Linked DNA regions of Mus musculus: all the other regions are linked to region 2. A link is a contact called in public capture Hi-C data. All regions are on one chromosome and are shown on one strand. The core of a region is the stretch at or near the end of the contact, and the rest is flanking DNA. Distances in the headings are between cores, read along the strand shown.

Evidence for each region. Capture Hi-C pulls out chosen DNA fragments and counts their contacts.
Region 1: a capture Hi-C map of embryonic stem cells shows a contact between it and region 2, with 2.3 times the contacts expected there. The contact joins two enhancer-like sites. A contact is called at or near these places in 1 of 15 datasets of contacts at CTCF or cohesin (large pre-B cells), 3 of 484 Hi-C or Micro-C datasets (the HL-1 cell line and embryonic stem cells), 4 of 115 datasets of contacts at active chromatin or transcription factors (embryonic basal ganglia, embryonic stem cells and epiblast stem cells) and 1 of 9 other capture datasets (embryonic stem cells).
Region 3: a contact with region 2 is called in a capture Hi-C map of embryonic stem cells, with 4 times the contacts expected there. The contact joins two enhancer-like sites. A contact is called at or near these places in 1 of 115 datasets of contacts at active chromatin or transcription factors (embryonic stem cells) and 1 of 9 other capture datasets (embryonic stem cells).

The regions. Positions count from the first base shown.
Region 1 is chr8:78,132,554-78,135,996 of GRCm38.p6, reverse strand. No RefSeq gene overlaps it. Among named protein-coding and RNA genes, the nearest start is that of Gm6360, 62 kb to the right of the region's middle. Within about 2 kb of position 1,451, at least 4 of the 459 cell types and tissues checked have an H3K27ac peak or open chromatin away from gene starts, as enhancers often do. A contact at or near this core is called in embryonic stem cells, where this site is marked.
Region 2 is chr8:78,718,546-78,722,067 of GRCm38.p6, reverse strand. All of the region lies in intron 10 of Slc10a7 (solute carrier family 10 (sodium/bile acid cotransporter family), member 7), which reads right to left. Among named protein-coding and RNA genes, the nearest start is that of Gm39203, 46 kb to the right of the region's middle. Within about 2 kb of position 1,742, at least 43 of the 459 cell types and tissues checked have an H3K27ac peak or open chromatin away from gene starts, as enhancers often do. A contact at or near this core is called in embryonic stem cells, where this site is marked.
Region 3 is chr8:78,016,822-78,020,095 of GRCm38.p6, reverse strand. No RefSeq gene overlaps it. Among named protein-coding and RNA genes, the nearest start is that of Gm29895, 27 kb to the left of the region's middle. Within about 2 kb of position 1,460, at least 9 of the 459 cell types and tissues checked have an H3K27ac peak or open chromatin away from gene starts, as enhancers often do. A contact at or near this core is called in embryonic stem cells, where this site is marked.

The sequences.
Region 1 (3,443 bases), core at 202-2,701, 590 kb after region 2:
CGCTATCAAATGTTGATTCTCCATCAATTATAGGTTCCTGGTTCTCCATCGATTATAGGTCAAAGCACAGGGACTTCTAATAAAACAGGAGAGTGCTGACTACACTGAGGTGGTCTGTTGACAGACACGCATATTTACTGAGCATCTACCTACTCAGTTATATTAAGTACTTGTTATATTTAAGGCTATGCAATGCAACTTGTAAGCATCAGCCATGACGGGTACCATACAATGTTATCTCTGAAAGTCTGATTAACTAAAATGGATCAAGCATTTTAACTAAGCCTAGTGAAAATACAAAACCCAAGATGACAACTGGGAGTTCTAGTTTCATGTCATTTAGAAAGATCCATAGTAGTCACTGGGTATCTTGCAGAATAAGGACAGAATCCAAGTTGCCACATTAATGGTTCCGACTATTAATCATCTTTCTGGTATTTAATGGAAGATTTCACATGAAACATGTGGATACTTATCATGATAAATGGGCCTTAATTATAACGATACATGGGCCCTGCATTTCCCCAGGACTTCCCTGTATGTTTCTCACATGTACTAAACTATAACAAGAATATACTGAAAGAGTAGTTCTCTCTAAACATTTTTTATTAGGAGTATCAGATGTGTTAAATTTGCATATACATTATAATATAAATTTTACATTGAGGTCTGCCGCCCACCTCCATAAAGTTACACCATTAACTCATCTTCTCTTGATTAAATGACCTGTATGAGTTAGAGGTCAGCACTGACAAAGATATCACAGTCTAATCTACTGGTATTATGACCCCAATTATCCCCAGTTACCGTTTTCAGGAGGCTACCTAACAGGCTAAATGAATTTCTAAAAATGATAGAAGACAGTATTTGCTAAATCTAGCACAAACTCCATTTGCCTTTATTTTCCAGCCATGACCACTACCGGTCCTTCCCACATACGCCCTGGTTCTGCATTAACAAACTTTTACTTTCTCTTTGAGAAAAGGTCAAGGTTCTGAAGGTCCCTTTTTTGACAATAATGATGATGATGATGATGGTAATTCTTATTATCCTGCCATTATGAAACCCATGTTTTTCTCCTACACCAAATAATCAACAAAACCATGCCCTTAGAGCTAGCCTTCACATCAACTTGGCCCAGTTTGGATTGTTCATCATGAAGCTGAACTGTTGATAAACCTAGAACATGATTGTAGGAAAAAGAAAATAAAACCCACATTGTGAACACTTTTTTTTTTTCATTTTACAGTAGTAGGACATCTCATCTCGGTTCCTGCTGGATGGAGTGAGTCTGCAGAGAGCACAAGAGAGGATTATGAGGCTTTACAAACACAAAGGAAGGCCAAGTCCTCCTCTTTACCTCTGTATAAAGAGCCTGCTGTCCACTGCCAGGTGAACCCAGAATCAACCAGCTGGATGTGGTCTGGCCCCCTCTCTACCTTCCAGCCCTGAGCTCCAGGACTTGCGGGACTGAATGGTCTGACCTCCTGCGCTCCCCTGGGGCGGGACTGAATGGACTGGACTGCCTCTGCCTCTTCTATTGGAAATGGCGATTTCTTAGCAGTAGCTTCCCTTGGAAGGCTCTGTCTCCTTTATACTCCTCCTCGGTCTGGATCACTAGATCCTTGAAGAAAGTTCTTTCTTCTCCTAGAAACATCCAGCCACAAGCAAATTTTCTTTTTTGCTATCACTGAGCTTCACATCTTAGTGTTTGATTTTGACATTTACTATATGCCGGGACTATGTGAGATATCACACATTATGGAATGTGATCTGACTTTATGATTATACAAACCTATGTAACTAACTTTATTATCCCTGTTTGAAAGAGAGAATATCTGAGTTCCAATATAAATAGTGTAACTTACTTACATCTAAGAGTTCAGCTTCCAAAAACTGTATTGCTACTTTGAATTATACAGCATCGTCATTGGCAAAATGTTTCCATAACATCCAATGGCCTTTATTATCTATACAGCATCTGCTGGCCTTTACTTCTTATCAGATAGCCTGCTACCTAGGACATGGTACCTTGAATAGGATATATTACCTATTGTGCAATTAAGACTGTCATATGGGTATTAGTCATTATTATTACTGGTTAAAATAGTAATAGTAGGAGTATATGTGTTTGAGGGTTTATTATCTACCTCATACATTAAAATGAAAGATTCTCAAAGACAGATACCACTTTATAACTCTTTTATTCTCTTGTAAGAATAATGTCCCATACATAGTAAGAGCTTAACAATTCACTGATGAATGAATGATAAATATAAATGACAAGAATGACTGTTGAGTTACATTGTTTGATTGTTGAGTTATATATCCTTCCCCACACAGGGAACTTACAATGCTTGCTGATCCATGTCTTCCTTTACAGTCCCCTTTTCCAGGAATTAGGGACTTGAAGTTGTGAGTGTGGGAACATAATCTCTGGCATACCTGGTCCAACACTCCCACATGCCCACCTTCATGCTGGTGGTGGCTTTCTTCTCTGACATGGTCCCACAGGCATCACAAGTGACCCAGTCATTCTGCGTTCATTGCCTTTGGCTGCTCTCTAATCCCTGTCTTCTTCACGCCTTGAGCCTGTCCTTCATCTCATAGCCACTGGCTACCTCTGGGTAGGCAATACCTGATTACACATTCACACTAACATGCTATTTAAAATGTTCAAAAACCCATCTCTAAAATTCTATGACCCCCTCATCTAAGTGACTACATTTATTTTCCAACTTTCTATGCGTATGATGGTGTTCAAGTATTAAAAAGTACAAATATCCACGCTTCTGTTGATAAAACCCTAAATCTTGGTATCTTCTGTGGTAGAACTTAGGAACCAAATCCCATCTCCTTAGAAAAAGAGTTGGTATTGGGAAAGCCTTGGGGAATCCTTGTGCTCTCCCAATAATTTGGCACTCTCTGCCCCATCCAACCGGCTAGGTGCTGTAGAAGCAGGGGCTTCATCGACAGTGGGGTAAGTGGAGGGTTTACCCCTCCTATCACCTATGAAAAGTGTCAATCTTCCTTAAAGAAAACACCAGTGACTAAAGTAAGGAAAAGCAAGCAAAGTAGAGATAGAAAGCGCTAGAAATCGGGGTGAGGGGAGAGAAATATCAGTGAGATGGAAAGGAAAAGCCGGAGAGCTACCAAAGCAGAGAAGAAAATGGAAAACCAGAGAGGCTGATCAGACAGCAGTGAAGGGCCAAAGACTCTACCAGCCAACCTGTGATAACCAAGCAGGAAAGGGAACCTGAGCTACTGAGAAAACAGACTTGGGAAGACGCGAAGGAGGCACCATAAATTACTCCTGTGAGAAAGAATGGGTGATCCAAATAAAATATAATTTATGTTCTTCTAGTTAAAATTACTTATGATATTTTTAAGTTAACCATATTATCGAAACAGTACTATTACACAAAGCCAACTATTCTATATGT
Region 2 (3,522 bases), core at 493-2,992:
CTGGAGTTTGGGAACTACAGCCTCAGCCCAGTCCACACCAGGTTGGAACACCTATCTTAGGCGGCGTTTTGCTTCCCCTGAGCAGGTATCACCAACACTCCAAGAGCAGAGAGGAAGGTACATAGCAAAGAACCCCTGTGTTTCATCTCCCCGAGTGGCTCCCAGCACCCCAGCGGCAAGGCGGAATACAGACCTCATTCCTAACTATAAGGAGGCAGCAAAATAATATGCAACAGTTCACATTTATCTGTTATGTTCCAGACACTGTTCTGACGCAGTGACAGATGGCAATGGCTCTGCTCTCAACAGCCACAAGTCCTCCCAGTAAGCGGGTAGCTATGCACAAGGGTGGGTGTGCCTGGCTTGACTTAGCTGTTCAGCAGAGGCATGGAGGGTAAGGGTTTTTTGTTTGTTTGTTTGTTTTTGTCTAGGTGGTGTATAATCTGCATGGATCTCAGAATTCCATCCTGGTTATCATTCTAGGTCCCCCCACCCAAACTATTCTGGAAAGTTCCAAGGATAACCAGTCAAACTTTTTGCAGAGGTCCTCAGAAAGGGGATAGGACGGCACAGACTGTATGAACACTTTAATGGCTTCCTTATCTAAATAGTGTGCTTTCTGCTCCAAAGCACTGAGCATTCTAACATGCACTCTGGGTTTGTGTTTTACCAGCTGGCTTTCTCTGTCCGGCATTTCACCTCTAACTGAAAACTTCTGTCATCTTATCACTGGTGTGAGCCACCACAGCATCTGAGCTTGTCAGAGCTTTACAGAGACCAGAGGAAAACATTTTTATCCTTCCTATATAATAAGGCATCCCACACTCGATCCAGTCAGGCAGAGCTCTTAGAGCCTTGCTCAGTACCCCAGAACTCCAGGCTTATGGAAGATTTACCATCTCCAAACTGCTGACACTGAGTGGCCACCAGTGGCCCTGGGCAGGCTGGCAAACCCCTGTTTCTAGCAAGAGGAGGATATCTTGCATCAGTCTAATAGATCTCAGGAAGGGAACAGTACCTTCTAACCCGAGGCTTGAGTTACATTCATAATTATCTGTCGGTGGCACCTCACAGGAAATGGGACAAAGGAGATGTCAGCTGAGCAGACAACACCCGAGGATGGGCTCAGGCATTCTGCTGTCCTTGAGGGCCACCAAGCACTCCCGCCTACATCGCTGCCTGTGCACTTAGAATGACTGTAAGTCACTCCACAGTAATGCCCCTTCCAGTGCAGGCATGAGCTACTGTGTTCCTCTACACAGACTCTTACAAGGAATTTCCTACAGATTGGCCCTTCCTTCATACTTCAAAAGTAAAAATTTAAAACGCTCCTTTGTCATAAATGAATAGGCTTAGAAAGGAAAATGAACAGAGAGTTATGAATAAATGCTAAGGGCACAATGAGGAGAAGAAACAGTTCTTCTAGTAATGACGATTTGAAGAGGAAAGAGGAACACACACATGAGGCCCTTTGGTGGTGACACCTTGCATAGACCAGGCTTCAGACACAACAGGTAGCCCCCGTCTGCTGCTCAGGCAGGACAGTGAGTTGGAGTTTGTTCGAGGCCGTGTTCTGAGAACATGTCTGTCATCTTGTCCAGATGGAGTGAACTACGGGCATCCTCACAGTTCAGGAGAAAGTGAGGCAGAGCACGGAAACACTGGCCTGGGCAATGCACAGACGTAGGGTGCGGGTGCTGGTCCAACATGGTGTGCTGGCTCCACAGCCTGTGTTCGAGTCACCTTAACTGGTAATTTGCTTGGGGCCTTAGGTGCCCCCAGAACAGGGATCTGTGACAATAAAAACACAGAACAATGGCGGCAAAAGCCCAAGGAAAGGAATGTTTACACAGCACAGCTGGACAGGAAGCGGCGCCTCTTTCAACAGCACTTAAGGCTGGTGGCTTTTACTTACTTTGAACCAAAGCTGTTTGATGACCATTGTCAGCCCATGAGGAAAGTTAAAGATAGCCTTTCTGCCGACCATGCCTGGTTGCAGCCTTATTGCTTTATGAGATGTTTTATGTAAATAAAGATGCAAAAAAGGCCCCAAATGAGCAGCTGGTGTTACAAAGAGGTGTGCTGTGATTGGAGAAGGTGGTCAATGAATGCAGATGCTGATGAGGAAACTCGGAATTCTGTGGACTGAAGATGAGGGAGCCCTCGCTTGACAGAGCTGCAGAAACAATTAGCAGCAGGAATTTGGGAGTGAATTGGATTGCTGAGTCACAGAGCCTTTCTTCAAACATTGGCTGTAACTTCCAGGAGGGGCCACCATGTTTGTGGAGGCTACATGTGGAAAAGTGGGAGGTCACTTTCTTCCTTTTCTATGCTGAGGTAAAAAACTTTGCTAATGGTCACGCTCGCAAGATGTGAAGACAGTACACAGAGCGAGTACTTCACATGGAAACAACAACAAAAGGTCGTAAGACTACACTTCACATGGTCACTACACAGGAAAGGCGCCATCTGATCAGGACGGGGTCCTTGCTTTACTCAACAGAGCTTCAGGAATAGATTTTATTTCCATTTTCTTTGTATGCAGACCTGCATGCCTGTCTGTGCACCATATGCATGCAGTGCCTGGGGAGGCCACAAGAGGGAGTTGGAGCTCCTGTGACTAGAGTTGCAGCTGATAGTGAGCCATGTGGGTGCTGGGAATCGAACCTGCGTCCTCTGCAAGAGCAGCCAGTGATGTTAACTGCTAGGCCATCTGTACAGTTCCCCAGACAAGTCTGTCTGAAGATATGCTTCAATGCTACCAACAGCAGCAGCAGCAGCAACAGCAAAACACTATTGTTACATGTGACATAAAACAGAAGCTGATGCTGTGGGGTGAATGTTCACTGATTCTGTCACCTCTAACATGTAAGCTTAGTGCTCTCTAAACCATTGCACTGCGCTGATAGACAGTGGGAACTTCAGGAAGACATTCAATACTAGTTAAACAGTAGACATGGGTAAGCTATGACCTAGAGTCTCATTAGCCAGCCTAAGTATACACTTGTTTTGTTGGCATGGCTTTCATCTTCTAGCAGGGATTTTCTTCTCCATGGCACAGGATTAGGGGGTGTGGTCTTGTTGGAGTAGGTGTGGTTTTAGAGGAAGTGTCACTAGGGGTGGGCTTTGAGATTTCAAAAAGCCTAATTGGGCCCCTCCCCCTTCCTTTATAACTGAGTGCTGAAATAGTAAAAATTAAACCTTGAGCAGAGAGCTTTGTCTTGGTTCCTTCCTTATCTCGAGCAGCCCAGCCCCTCTTCTCTTCCAGGTTTCCAAAATGCCTTTCCAGGCTAGAACCCATGTTGTGATCTACTGGCCAGACACAACACTATGCCAGGCCCAGTTCTCTTTCTGCTGCTGCCTGCGGATCAGGATGTAGAACTCTCAGCTTCTGCTCCAGCACCATGTCTGCCTACATGCCACCTTGTTCCCAACCATGATGATAATGGACTAAGCCTCTGAAACTGTGAGCCACCCCAATTACATGCTTTCTTTTATAAGAGTTGCCCTAGTCATGGTGTC
Region 3 (3,274 bases), core at 211-2,710, 700 kb after region 2:
CCAAAAATATGCCAGTTTTGACAGCATGCAGAGCTATGAGGGCATAGTATCAGAAAGGTGTAGGATGTCAGAAACATATTTCGAAGGTAACATCAAACCTAAAGGTTTTCTACTAAACCTCATTCCAAATGTTCTATCTTTAGCCCAATAATGCCATCTTGGGGAGCTGGCCTGTACATGGGATCCTCTAGGGAATGCTCTGGATTTAAACTAGCAATGGGTCATTTATGTAAACACACAGAGAGTGGGAGAGCTTGGATATGGAGAAGGAAGCTTGTAGCTGCTAAAGTCTTTAGTAAATAAGATCACAATTTCATGTGCAGGTAATGTTAACACAGGGTGAGAGACACGGCCAGATGGCTGAGAACCAAGGGCATAGTGATTTCTGTGTCGGGATGGATGACTGGGGGTTTGGAAGAGGCCAGGGAGGAGGATGTTGGGCTTATTTTTTCTATCCTAAGGAAACCTAAGAAAGTTCTGTCAGTCCCATAGAAAAGGTTCTCTTCATGGGGATGGTTGCATTTCCTGCCCAGAGGTGGACAGTGCTTAGGAGCATCGTCATCATCTGTTTCCACTACAGAGGCACACAGTGCTCAGTAGCAGCTGCCACCTCTGGAGGCTGTAGCCACCAGTGGCCATGGGTTACTGGATTCCTGAGAGGAAAGATGGGGTTGGATGGGAAAGGTGGCAGGAGAAATAACGAGCCAAGACAAAGTTCTCTGATCAAGGCCCAATGTTTACTTATGAGTCTGAGCTTATGGGAGTGGGGGTGGGGGTGGGGGACCCATCGTCCACTGTGCCAGGATCTCCTGGTCACTTTGTCAGGATCTCTCAGGAAAACAAGCTCAGCTGCTCAGCAGGTAGCTTCTTTCAGGAAGCTGCAGATGTGGCAGACGAAGGACTTTACCTAGGTTGGAAGACTCCACCATAGGTGAGCCAGCAACTGTGGCAAACCAGGTCTGAGCCAGCATGCTCAAGGCTGGGGGGAGGTCACAGTTCTTCCCTTTTATTTATTAAAATTAGCTGGACTGGGGCATAAAATTTACTTATGCTCCATGGTCCTGCCTGGGACCACCATGGTGGCTGGTGGCCGTGCCTGTCTTAGGACTGAATCTAATTGGACTTATTCTTATCTGCCCTGGAGAACATGTGTAGCTTGTTTGTATTTATTTGCACAAACACGGCTCTATGATGTTATTATGAACAAACACAGCCTCTTGGCACATGCCTCTGTCTTAGGTTGAAAAGAGCCATAGATCAGTGGCCCGTATTTGGCTGCCAGCCCTCATTGCATACCTTTTCCCCATTCAGACCAAAGCCGGAATATGCACTCAGTGCATCTTTTTATAGCCATGAATAACTGCCATCTGAGCTTTGCTGAAGGTGAGCCTGTATGGAAGTAATGCTTGAAATACAAAGTAAAGAGTTAAAAGGAACAAGATTAAGGTTGTCTGTGGGGATGCCCCAGGCACTCAATTCAGTTGCAAATTAGCAATGATCAGATCCAAGTCTGGCCTCCCAGTGTGGGGGAGGTGGCTTTGAAAATCAACAGAAAAACTGTTACTTCTCATGGAAATAGTTAATTCAGCTGGCTAATAAAGATGTTTAGCTATCTTTATAATAGGAATCTCCAATATTGGATTTATTTCTAGACCAGCCCATGACTGAGTCAGCATAACTGGTCACATTAAAGGAAAGAGAAGAGTCATTATAAAGCCTCCTCTTGATTAATTTTTCTAAATGAGTTTCCACAGACTCTATGTTCTCTGTCCCACAAGGTCTAAAAGCTTGTCTAATCTGGGACATAGGCAAGCAAAGGTGGGTCAAGAACATATACCCAATATAGCTTTCTTGTCACCATTGTCAGGGAACTCAGCAAGCTCACAGGTCAGCATGCCACACGAATCATTCTGGCATCTAGCAAGTTCCTGCAGCATTCTGTGGGGAAAAATACACAAACATGCCCTCTTTCCTATATTAAATACCTAATTAGGCTCATGTCATATGCCAATAAGTAGATCCTTCCATTTCATTTAGGCATGAGTATGTCTAGTTGTAAAATGCTATAGGCACTCAGCAAGGAGTTCTTTGGCATCCAGATCTTTAAATTTTAAAAATAAAAAGCATGATTTAAATAATGTACATGGGGATATAATTATCCCCTTTTTTGTTTTATAAGAAAATATTGTTGTAAAGTTCCACAATACCTTGTCCTTGAGAATTACAAAAAATCCCAGTAATACGGGTAACATTAAATTTTTCACAAAACATCTCAAATGTTTGACTGTAATAGCCAGTTCCATTATTTGTTTTAATTTGATTTGGAACACCAAGCATAAAAAAATTAACATAGGCATTGACTAATTACATTCTTAGTTGTTTTTCTTGTTAGAGCAGTTGCAACTAGAAAGCCTGAAAAGGTATTAATAGTCACATGTGCATATTTTATTTTTCTAAAATCAGAAATATGAGTATCCATTTGCAATAACTGGTTAAGTATAAGTCCTTGAGAATTAATACCATTATGTGGAACAGGTAGAAACTGAGGACATTGAGAACAAGTCTTTACAATTTCACATGCACATTCTCTAAAAATACCAAATTATCATCTCAAGCCATTACTATTTGGATGATGTAAAGAATGAGATTAATGGCCAATTGTTCTGTGTAAAGACTATAATCTGCCTAAGATACAAATCTGGGGTGGCATTGCCTTAAGGGGTCTTGTCCTGGAAATCTAGGATGAGTTCTTAAATGTCTAAAGACAGTCCTTTAAAGGAACAGTATTTTCTCTTAACTTGAGTTGTATATGCATAAACAATTGCAAATTTGAGAATTAGAATTAGCAATATCTAAAAAGGGAACAATTGCAAGCAATTGTAAATATATATATATATATATATGTATATATATATATATATATATATATATATATATATATATATATGCTATGAGTATACAAATTAAAGCTGATTTTTCAACATTTCAAAACACTGGCTATAGCACACAATTCAATTATCTGTGCTGAAGCAGGAGGAAACTCAGAAGAATAAAATAAACATGTGATCCAATCACATATACTTCTCTTCCATAGAAGGGCTACTTTTAAATACAGTAGATGTATTCTTTATGGGATGCATGCATGCATAAATTTACAGAAAATACAAAAGCATGCATAGAAGCAATTTTAAACAACTTGTCTTTTGGATAATGATTATAAATTTTACCAAAAAAAGTTTTCTATGCAATAGGCCAAATATCAATATTCTGCAAT